Regions from separate parts of the Rattus norvegicus genome. Here region 1 is linked to region 2. The links are chromatin contacts, called in public Hi-C maps. All regions are on one chromosome and are shown on one strand. Each heading gives the region's core, a stretch centred on a gene start, on an enhancer-like site or on the middle of the called end of the contact. The rest is flanking DNA. Distances are from core to core; before and after follow the strand shown.

The links. A called contact is a pair of places that touch in the nucleus more often than the background predicts.
Region 1: a contact with region 2 is called in a Hi-C map of kidney, with 4 times the contacts expected there. The contact joins the enhancer-like site here to the promoter of Nufip2 in region 2. A contact is called at or near these places in 5 of 12 Hi-C or Micro-C datasets (the A7r5 cell line, kidney, liver and 1 more).

The regions. Positions count from the first base shown.
Region 1 is chr10:63,176,490-63,181,591 of GRCr8, reverse strand. The region is part of intron 2 of Myo18a (myosin XVIIIa); the gene reads right to left. Among named protein-coding and RNA genes, the nearest start is that of Myo18a, 27 kb to the right of the region's middle. Within about 2 kb of position 2,586, at least 45 of the 93 cell types and tissues checked have an H3K27ac peak or open chromatin away from gene starts, as enhancers often do. A contact at or near this core is called in the A7r5 cell line, kidney and liver, where this site is marked.
Region 2 is chr10:63,070,662-63,075,996 of GRCr8, reverse strand. It overlaps Nufip2 (nuclear FMR1 interacting protein 2), which reads right to left and starts at 2,600. Exons shown (of 4, transcript NM_001427799.1): 1 at 2,268-2,600. The coding sequence starts at 2,544.

The DNA.
Region 1 (5,102 bases), core at 1,337-3,836, 110 kb before region 2:
GCGACAGTGACCAATCGTGACAGGTGTACCCCATCCGAGGACTACTGAGGTTCCTCAACATCAGCTTTAAACAGTATTTACAGAAAATGCCAGAGCAGGGATGCCTCCATATTTTAATAGCATTAAATGAGCAAGGGATCCCAAAAGGGAAGCAGCTAAAGTCCTTAAAGAAGTCTAAAGATGACCTCAAGAGGATAGGGGCAGGTAAAGGGAAACCTGTACTGTCCGAAAGTCCACACACTAGGAGTCGTCAATGGCCAAATGAGCCTCAGACCTGACTACCGCTGAACTTCCTGTTCCGCTTATCCGCCAGCGCATGGGTGGAGCCAGGCTCAGCGCATGCGCTCGAGCTCCCGAGCCACTCCGCCCTGCAGTGCCACCAGATCCCGGCAGAGGACAGCCTTCCCCTTCTCATGGACCTACTGGCACAGCCAAGGCAGCAGGATTTCACCTCTGTTGGGCCCGCCCCCAGCAAGCGTCCGGGGGAGCTGAGGTTTCAGGGGGGCTGCAGTAGCAAGATGGCCTCTCACTTTACTTAGGACAGAGATGGCAAAGAAGGTACAAAAAAAAATGAGCTGCGCACCTACATTGTTTTCATTACTGACTTATCCTTAGTACCTGAAATAGTTCCAACACCTAGAAGATGTTTAGTTTTTACTGATGGATAAAGTGAATGAATGAATACCTGAGTTTATAGTTCAAAGATTCAAGCCACATCTTGAGTTTTGTAGTACAGTCAGTAGAGTCAGTGGGCATAGGGCGGGCAGTCACAGATCTCTGTCCTGAAGACTCCAAGGATCAGCCATTCTGGGTCCTTTCATTCCACCAGACTGCAGTTTTGCACATCCAAAGGTTTGCTGGGAACTCTGTACTAGCGCACCAGTTTTGCCTGTTCTACCAAGAACAGGTGTCTACCCCTAAAACTAAACAGTCAGATCCTGGATGCGTAGAAAGACCACCTGACTGGTGGCTCAGGGGTTACTGTTTCTCTTTAGGGATCCTCAGCCCCCGGGGATTTCCTCAGCTCTGGGGATTTCCAAACTGCCTCTGCCTTTCCGATTTTTCCACAAGACTCAAAGCCCAGGACCAGTCTTGACAGTTTCACCAGGCCCTGCCTCAAATCGCCAGGAGACTTGGGTCTGCGTCTACTAATTACAGCACATTCACTATATTCACATCCCATCCTGTCTGGCTGACATTCGAGAACGAGCACAATGAAGCATTGTGCTCTCTTCATATAAATGACTGCTTTTCTCTATTTCCACAGAAGAAGAAAGGAAAACCAGCTTAAGGGTCAGCCACACTGATTTAATAAAGCCCAAGGAAGGTCTTCCAGGGTGTGAGAGCGGGCATCCTGTAGAACTCATTCTCTCTCTTTTTTTTTTTTTTTGGTTTGTTTGTTTTTTTTATTTTTTTTCTTTTTGTTTTTTTTTTTTTTTTTTGTTTTGTTTTCGGAGCTGGGGCCCAAACCCAGGGCCTTGCGTTTGCTAGGCAAGCGCTCTACCACTGAGCCAAATCCCCAACCCCAGAACTCATTCTCAAAGTCAGAGAGGCTCCGTCAGGCACTCTCAGGTTCCCCTAAATGGGGGCAGGGGGTGGGAGGCACATGGATCCTGTATTTGAAGATCTGTGTGCTCACTTCTTGAGGCCCTTACTGGGCCTGTTTTTAGAACCCTTTGAAGTAAGAACAAAGCCAGGCCCAGTCTCCACAGAAGCAGGAGCAGGCCCCAGCTTTGCCTACCTGGTCTCCTCCCCCACATGCAGAGCCCGCCAAGCCCACTGGGCGTGTGAGCACCTGTGTGTTACCAAGCTGGGCAAGAGTCACGCCTGGCAAGGTGGGGAGGCACTGCCACAGTGTGGTGGCACATTGCCAGAGATCTGTTGTCCCTAGGGCATCAGGATTCCAGAGTTGGTGAAGTGGAGAAATTGCCAGAGAACAAACCTTCCTTCCTGACAGGAAGGGGAAATGCCACCAGGCTCAGCCTGGGGGGGGGGGGTTGGGGGGGTAGCACTCTGCAGAAGGAGATAAGACTGTAAGAACTGTTTCCCTGCCCCCACCCCATACTTCTAGGAGCCATCTGGAGCTGTAGTGTTCAACACAGTAGCCACTGGCTGTGAAAGCAATTTACATTTAAGTTACATTAAAAATACCAGGAATATTTTGCATTAAATTAAAGACAAGTAAAATGTAAAGTTCTGCTTCTCTGTTGCGCTAGTCTTGTTCCAAGTGTTCAGTGGCCTCATGACCACAGGACATTTCTATTTTGCAGTGTGTTCTGTTGGACAGTTCTGGCCCAGGGGTTCCCCCTCCAGGGTGCTTAAGGTCATTCTTGTCCAAGCTTCTCCCACCCCTGCCCACAGCCTGCTTACACCCTTGTCCTGTGTGTGGAGTCTTGTTCCCTGGGCCTCAAGAAGAAACGGGGAGAGGGAGCAGTCACAATTAGCATCCAGCCAATGAGCAGGAGCCAGACGCCACAGGGCTGGAAGGAGATGGAAGGAAAGCCAGCCTCCACCCCAAGGCGCCCTAGCTTGGGAGAAAGCCCCTCAGTCCAGCACAATCCGTCCTTGTTTCCACAGTCTCTGGGCCAGGCACTGGGTAAGATGTCTGGAATGTAGCAGCCTGAAGAGTTCCCACCAGAGCACAGGCTGCGGGACTCAGTCATAGGTGGTGTCCCAGAAAGGGTCCTAAGCAAAACCTTCAAGGTTCATTTCAAGGGCAAATAAAGTCAATGAAGTCACCTTGTCCCAGGCCAGGACTTCGGCCACAGGGCAGTGAAGGCCAAATTGGACATCTCCCTCTAGACAGCCTCATGAGGACAACGGACTCTGGGTACCTGCTGGAGTGACTCAGACAAGCTCTACTAAGCCTGGGTAGGTAGAAGGGCGAGACAGCACAGCGGATCTGACTGCTAGCACATTCTACCACAGGGCCTGAATCTCAGGGCTTTGCTATATTAGCTAGAAAATCTACACAAGAGGGTCTGAGCAAACTCCTATGCGTGACAGGGATGACGCCAGGAAACAGCAGGTAACAGCTGCCTTTAAATTCTGCGCCTCTCTTCTTGCTTAGCCCTACTGGAGATGGGCTGCTGGGAGCAAGACAGGCATGGACACAGCCAACAACAGAGAGCAGAGTAAGCTTGCCAACTGGGAACCAATCAGAAGATCTGGAACTCAGAGGCATTGGCACCAGACAGACAAAGAAAACTCAGCAAGATTTGAAAAGCTGGCAGGAAACTGTAAAGAGCAGGTTGGAACTCAGGGAGAGTCGTCCATGAGAGTAGCCCTCAGGCTGCTTCTCCAGCTCCACTGGAAGGACACTTTGGGCAAAGGCACAGCCTGAGGACATGAGTGAAGGACACACAGCTGCATCACTAACAGGAAAAGAGCCTGCAGCACTTCTGCAGGCAGATGGTCTCCACTCAGACACCAAGCACTTCCTGGGGTTCTGAAGTGGATTGGTGACAGTGAGGCTCACTCTGGAGCCCTGACAGTCATCCTCTCAGTCCCGGTTCCCACCTGCTATAGTTTCAGTTAACTGCAGTCCAAAACAACCTAATGGCAAATTCTAGAAACAAATAATTCCTCAGGTTTCTCATTTGCTTGTTGGGTTTTTTGGGGTTTTGTTTTTTGGGTTTTTTGTTTTTGTTTTTTAGACAGGGACTCATGCAGCCCAGGCTGGCATCAAATTTGTTATGTAGTCTGGGGCAATCTTGAATTCCTGCTCCTCCTCTGCTTAGTAAATGCTGGGGTTCCTGGTGTCAGTCACTACACATGGACATTTAAGTTTTATTACAATGTTCTGTTAGGATTGTTTTATCTTACTGTTACTGTTAACCTCTTACTGTGCCTAATTTATAAATTAAAATTTACCATAAATATCCATGGACAGGACATAGTATATGTAAGGGTTTGGGCATCCACTTCAGGCCTGTTACCCTCTGAGGTTAGGGGAACTACTTTACTAGTTCATGAGGTGCTATTCAAAGAGATTATAAATGTACTATGTCCATCAACCCACACAACACTTTTTTTTTTTTTTTAAGATTTACTTATTTACTATATGTGAATACACTGTCTCTCTTCAGATCTACCAGAAGAGGGCATCAGATCCCATTACAGATGGTTGTGAGCCACCATGTGGTTCCTGGGAATTGAACTCAGGACCTCTGGAAGAGCAGTCAGAGCTCTTAACCACTCAGCCATCTCTCCAGCCCATCAATCAATGCTCTTAACTCTCTAGCCCCAGAACAAGTGTTCTTAACCACGGAGTCATCTCACCTCTCCAGCCCGTCTTTTGTTTTTGTTTTTAGTTGCTTTTGTGTTTGTTTGTTTATTGAGGTAAGGTCTTATGTAGTCCAGACTGGCTTCAAAGTTGCTATGTAGCTAATGCTAAACTTGAACTCCTGATTCGTTTGCCTCCAACTCCCAAGTGATAAGATAGATTACTGATATATACCACACCCAGCAGAGAAGAAACACCAACAGTTGAGCTAAGTAAAATGGAAACACTCAGCCTTGCCTCCTCTGAGACCCACCCCTCTGCTGTGAAGCCAAGATTCCTATGGATAAAGAACTAAGGGCTGGAGACTAATAGCAAAAGTGCTCAACAGGGGGTACACGGGCAGTGCCTAGGCCATTCTCACACCAAGGGTCCTGCCACAGAGTCCAGTGGAGCATGGGCTAGCAACTGCGTCTAAGCTGACACAGAGGGGTCTAATGTGCCTGTGCAGTGTGTTTTGCTCCCACCAGCTAGGGAATGGGCATTTCAGGTAGGGGTCAGGCTGGCACCCCTCACTTTCTCCAGTTCCCACAACCTACACAAGAAACTCCTGTCATTCAGAAGCCCTGAGGTCAGACTCTGAGGCCACAGTACATGGGGCACTGCCAGGCACAGCTCAATGCTGTGGGGAACAGGGCTGTTTGCTGTCACTAGGTTCCAGGAAGGCAGACCACAGCAGTGCGCACCCCCTCCCCCTTCCCCTCAACACACCCTGCCTCAAAGGCCATGGCCCAGTTGCTCTCTTGGTATCTATCCCTCTGCATGCACGTGTATGTGCGGTATCTGCATGTTTGTGTGTGTATGTGTATACACCAGAGGC
Region 2 (5,335 bases), core at 1,351-3,850:
ACAGAAAACCAGTTTCACTTAAGTTTGGGAGTAATGGTTCATAAAAACCCATTACGTTATGTACCTAACATTTTCTAGATTTCTTAGCACTGTATAAAATGACCAAACTACACATGGAAAAGCCACTCAGCCCAACTGATAATATTCTTCATCCCAATTTAAGACATTTTGAGGACAGCCACCTTCAATGAATGGTTCAAGGTCTGCATCTCTATGGAGTAAGGAATCCGATGGGGAATACACAAACCTTGTAAAAGATAAATTCTAAATCTTTGAACAGTTCCATTTGGCAACCTTGACACTTTCTCACCTTCTGAAAAACCAAAACCAATGCAGTTACATAATTCCTAAGTCTCTAAGCTGCTGTAAATCCTTACAATTAAACATTTCTGCTCCATCATCAGTCCCTACCACCTTATAAAAGAAAATCTGATATCCATCCAGGTGTCTTCAAATAACTTACGGTCTACACTAAGTTTTTCACCAGTAACTACTTGTATTATATGATAGGCTAAGTTTAACATTTTTCTAAGCATTCCCTTTTCAGTTTAAAAAAAAAAAGCACTTTAATGTGCTTATATATAAACTTTGATGCTTATTTTTTAAATATTTCAAGACTCCACGTTTAATATGTTAAATAACATTCAGTTTGGGGATAGAAGTCGGTTTTAAAATGCACCAAAAACACCTCTCACTTTAACCAAAAAGGTCTTGTCCAAGGTAAGGGATTAGTGACAACCGCATGGACAAGTCACTTCCTTTCCAGTTCATCGTTAAAGAAACAGGGAACCCAAAACTGCCCGTGTTGTCCATCCAATCGAACATCTGATTAATCCCTCCTACAGTCACTAACCCAGCTCACAAGTTTAGTAGGTGTTGAGTGGAAAAACCAATGGAGTAAGGTTTGAGAGGTTGCCGGGCCCCCCACCCTCCTTGGGTAGGAAATGCGCTGCTATAAAGAAAAAGGCCTAAGTGAAAAAGCCTCTGAGGCGGAGTCGTGAGCGAACCTGGCAGGAGATGAGATTCCTGTGGCAGAGAAACTCGTGACCCGGGAGCTTGGTTCCCGCTGTGTACCCCACCAGGCCTCAGGCACCGCCTCTACCCAAAATGAATCCCCTCGCCCCTCGCAGGCCGGCGGAACGCTGGGGCCGCCGCCCGGGCCTCCTTCCCCCTCTAGCTCCTCTTCGAGGCCCGCTCCCTCCCGGCCGCCCGCGCCTCCCGCCGCACCCGGGAGCGGGAAACGCGGCCGTCGGCGCGCGAGTCCACGGTGCAGGCCGCTCCCCTCGTGGCCGCTTCCCTCCCCCACCCCAACCGCCCCCGCCCCTCACCCCAGGGACCCGCCCGGGGCCGCGCGGCCGCCACCGGGTTACACAACCCGGCGCGGGGCGGGGGGAGGGGCGGCGGGCGGCGGCCGCCCGCAGTGCGGGGGACCTGAAGAGGGCTGCACAGGGTCCCGGGGCAGCGGTGCCAGCGTCCCGTGTGGCCTTCCGCACCCTTCCCCCTCCGCTCCTCAGCCGGCCAGAGTCGGTGACAGGAATCGGCTTCCAACATGGCGGACAGGAAGCGGCCCCGCGAGGAGAAGAGAACATTCCAGCCTCGCCGGCTCCGAGGCGAGCGGGCCAGGGGCGCCGGCCTCTGGAGGTGCCTCGCGGATAGACAGCGGGGTCCGGAGCCCAAGATGGGCATTTAGGGATAGAAAAGACCCGAGGGACGATGGGGTCCCAGCCTACCCCCCCCAGGACAGCAAACCCCAAGGCCACAGGTGGGCTTGGGGTGGCGGGTGAGGGAGGACGCTTCCTCAACTCAGCCCTCAGCCCCGCTCCTCGCCGCCTGCAAGCGGGTCTCGCGACACCACCCGAACCGGAATTCACTAGGCCTGGATTACAGACACCTCAAGGGATTTTTTTTTTTTTTTAGGACAGATGAGTTTCACCCCTTCTTAGGGCCCCCACATTCAGGCAACTCCAGGGCCGCACTAGAGGGAAAAATAAGGCTGGACTTCCAAGGCCGACCGTACAGGTCTGCCTCCGGCCGGGGCGGGGGCCGAGGAAGGTCACGCTGGCCTGACTGGGCCTCTCCCATGCTAAAGGGAAGGAGAGGGCGCTGCAATCCCCACCTCGCGGCCCGCGCCCGGGAAGAATAGAAGGGGGCATCCCCGGCCCGGCGGGACGCACACCCCGACCGGGTCCGCGCTTTTCACATCTAGCCCCACCCCCATCCCTTCCCCCCAACCCAGTCCCCTTCCCCCACCGCCCTCCCTCTCAGACCTGTTTTCTTCTTCGGCGTTTCCTGGTGCTGCTGGAGGGTGTGTTTCTGCTCATGTTTCAGCGGCTTGGGCTGGGCCTTGGGGCTGCCCTCGGCTCCATGCTGCAGGTATTGGTGAGGCTGCTGGTGATGGTGGTGGTGGTGGTGGTTGTGGCTGTGGTTGTAGAAATAATAATGGTGGTGGTGGTGCGACTGCTGTTGCTGCTGCTGGGGGTGATGGTGCGGATGGTGGTGGCTGTGATGGTGCTGAGGCTGTGGCTGGCCGGGCTTCTCCTCCATTGAAAGCGGCTGGGACTCCCTGGCTGAGGCTGCGGGCTGCTGCACCGTCAGGATCTGAGACTGCTTCTCCGCGCTCGCTCAGTATATCTGAGCGCGTCTCGCCAGCGCACTGGTTAAGCGAGCGGATCTGCGAGATTGGCAGCCGCGCTCCAGCAATCAGGAGCCACGCTGCGCGTCAAGCCCCGCCCCTAGCCCAAATCCTCTTCCCTTCCCCTTCGCCACCGCCGCCTGGCCAACGCCACTTACCCTATGCAACCTCACAGGGCCGGGCCTTCAACGTCAGCATTATGGCTCTCTCTTCTATCGCTTTCTCTCCTTCACCACGCAGTTAGCGAACAGCACTTTCTACACTCCTCACAGCGAGCAAGCTGATGTCGAGTGTAGCAGATTCCACTGAGGATTCTACTGGCGCTAGGAGCCATCTGTTGGTTTTGCACCTCCTAGAATATGTTGGGGTGTGTGTGTGTGTGTGTGTGTGTGTGTGTGTGTGTGTGTGTGTGTTTAATTCTTTTCCGGGTAGTCGAGGGGGAGGGAGGCGGGGGGGGGTCTCAATTTCCTTAACCCTTAAACCACGAAAGGGGCAATACAAAAAAAGAGGAAATAAATACATTTTTAAGAATACAAGAGCCTCACAACTCGATAGATCGTTTTGTATTCTGGATTCATTTTGCTTTGTATTCATATGCTAATCTCTTCCTTTCCACGGAGGGATTATAGGGTTCCACAATAGGGTATCTGTGTAATTTTCTAAAAGGGCACAAAGGGCTTAAATCATTGTTTCTTTGTAGTTGAAGGCAAGAGAGAGAGAGGAATGAAAAATCTACACTGAAGTTTTTTGTTGTTTTGTTTTTTTAATTAAACACTGCAGGTGAGGTCAACTATGAAACCAAAATAGGTTTTAGGATAAGACTTTCAAAAGTGAAGGAAAGGAGAAAGAAAATCTTTAAAAGTTCTTTAAGTTTTGGGTTTTTTTACATTTTTTGCTTTAAATTGAAAGAAAACATTGAAATTTAAAGGCATATTTGCATTTTATGCTGTTAATTCAACCTGTTATGATAGGAAGGAAGAAGGTTGTGATGAGGACAGACACGCGGCACCCTCTTAGTATATTAGGGGTGGGTGTTGACTGGGAGTTTTGTTTGTGTGTTTTGGATTGGATTGGTTTTGAAACAGCATCTATGTAACCCTGATTGACTTGGAACTACCTTTGTAGAAGTGTCTGGCCAACTAAGAGGTTCCCCCTGCTTCTGCCTCATGAGTGCTAGGATTAAAGTCCTACATACCAGCACACCCAGCCAATGTGCTATTACATGAATGCTTGCTTTATAATTCATTTAAATTATACATATAATGCATACACATCTACGTAATACAAGGGAAATTTTAAATGTAAAGTTTACCATCTTTTGTATTTATTTTGTTTTGTTGTCTTGGTTGGTTTGTTTGTTTGGTTGGTTTTGAGACAGGATCTTACTGTGTATTGCTGCCTGGCCTGTTACCATTCACTATGTAGCCCAGGCAGACTACAAATTGTTGCTGTGCCCCTTCCTCTCCCTCAAAAATACTGTCATTGCGGGCCGGCACCATCATACCCAGTTCCCACTTAACCATTTTGAGTACACAGTTGAGGGGTATTTCAACATTCCCATTCTTCTACAACCATCTCTAGCTCAAAAATACTGTCATTGTGGGCATGCACCATCACACTCAGTTCCCACTTAACCATTTTGAGTACACAGTTGAGGGGTATTACGACATTCCCATTCTTCTACAACCATCTCTAGTGAACCTCTAGGACCTATTACTCTTGAAACCCCACTGCCTTTTAACTGGTAAAGCCCTTGAGGGTGGAGGGTTAGGTCAACTGTTAAAGAGCATGTTCTGCTCTGGCCAAGGACCAGAGTTCAATTCTGAATACTCCCATACAGCTCATAATCATCCATAACTCTAGTTCCAGGGGATCCAATCCCTCTTCTGAAGTCCAAGGGCACCACACACAGGTAGTAAACATAATTAGGTGTATTTTGTATGTGTGGGTTTTTGTTTTTTGTTTTTGGCCGGCATGATGTGTGTATGTGCACCATGTGTATGCCTGGTGGCTGCTAAAGTCAGAAGAGCTAGTTAGGTCTCTTACATGTGGCATTAAGAATGGTTGTGATTCGGGCTGGAGAGATGGCTCAGCAGTTAAGAGCACCTGACTGCTCTTCCAGAGGTCATGAGTTCAATTCCCAGCAACCACATGGTGGCTCACAACCATCTGTAAGGAGATCCGATGCCCTCTTCTGGTGTATCTGAAGACAGCTACAGTGTACTTATATATATAATAAATAAAATAAATCTTTAAAAAAAAAAAAAAAAAAAGAATGGTTGTGATTCAGTATGTGGGGCTGGGAACTAAACTTGGGTCTTCTGCAAGAGCGACAAGTAGTCTTAGCCACTGAATCATCTTTCCAGCCCTGTTTCAATTATGCATTTCTGTTTGCTTGGCGTTTATTGTTGTTTTGATTCTTCTTTTTTTTTTTTTGGAGTCACAATCTCTTATACCCTAAGCTAACCTCCAACTCACTTTGTAGTCAAGGATGACCTTGAACTTTTGATCCTTCTACCTCCCACATTTTGGTATTTCAAGTGTGTGCTACCATAATACCTTAATATGTGTTCATATTACATGACATGAATAAAAAGGTCTTTCCTTTTTTTGACTGAATAATATCTCATGGTGACTAAGTATGTTTTGGGAAGGTATATACAACATTTTTAGTATGAATTTATTTGACAATAGGTATGTTAT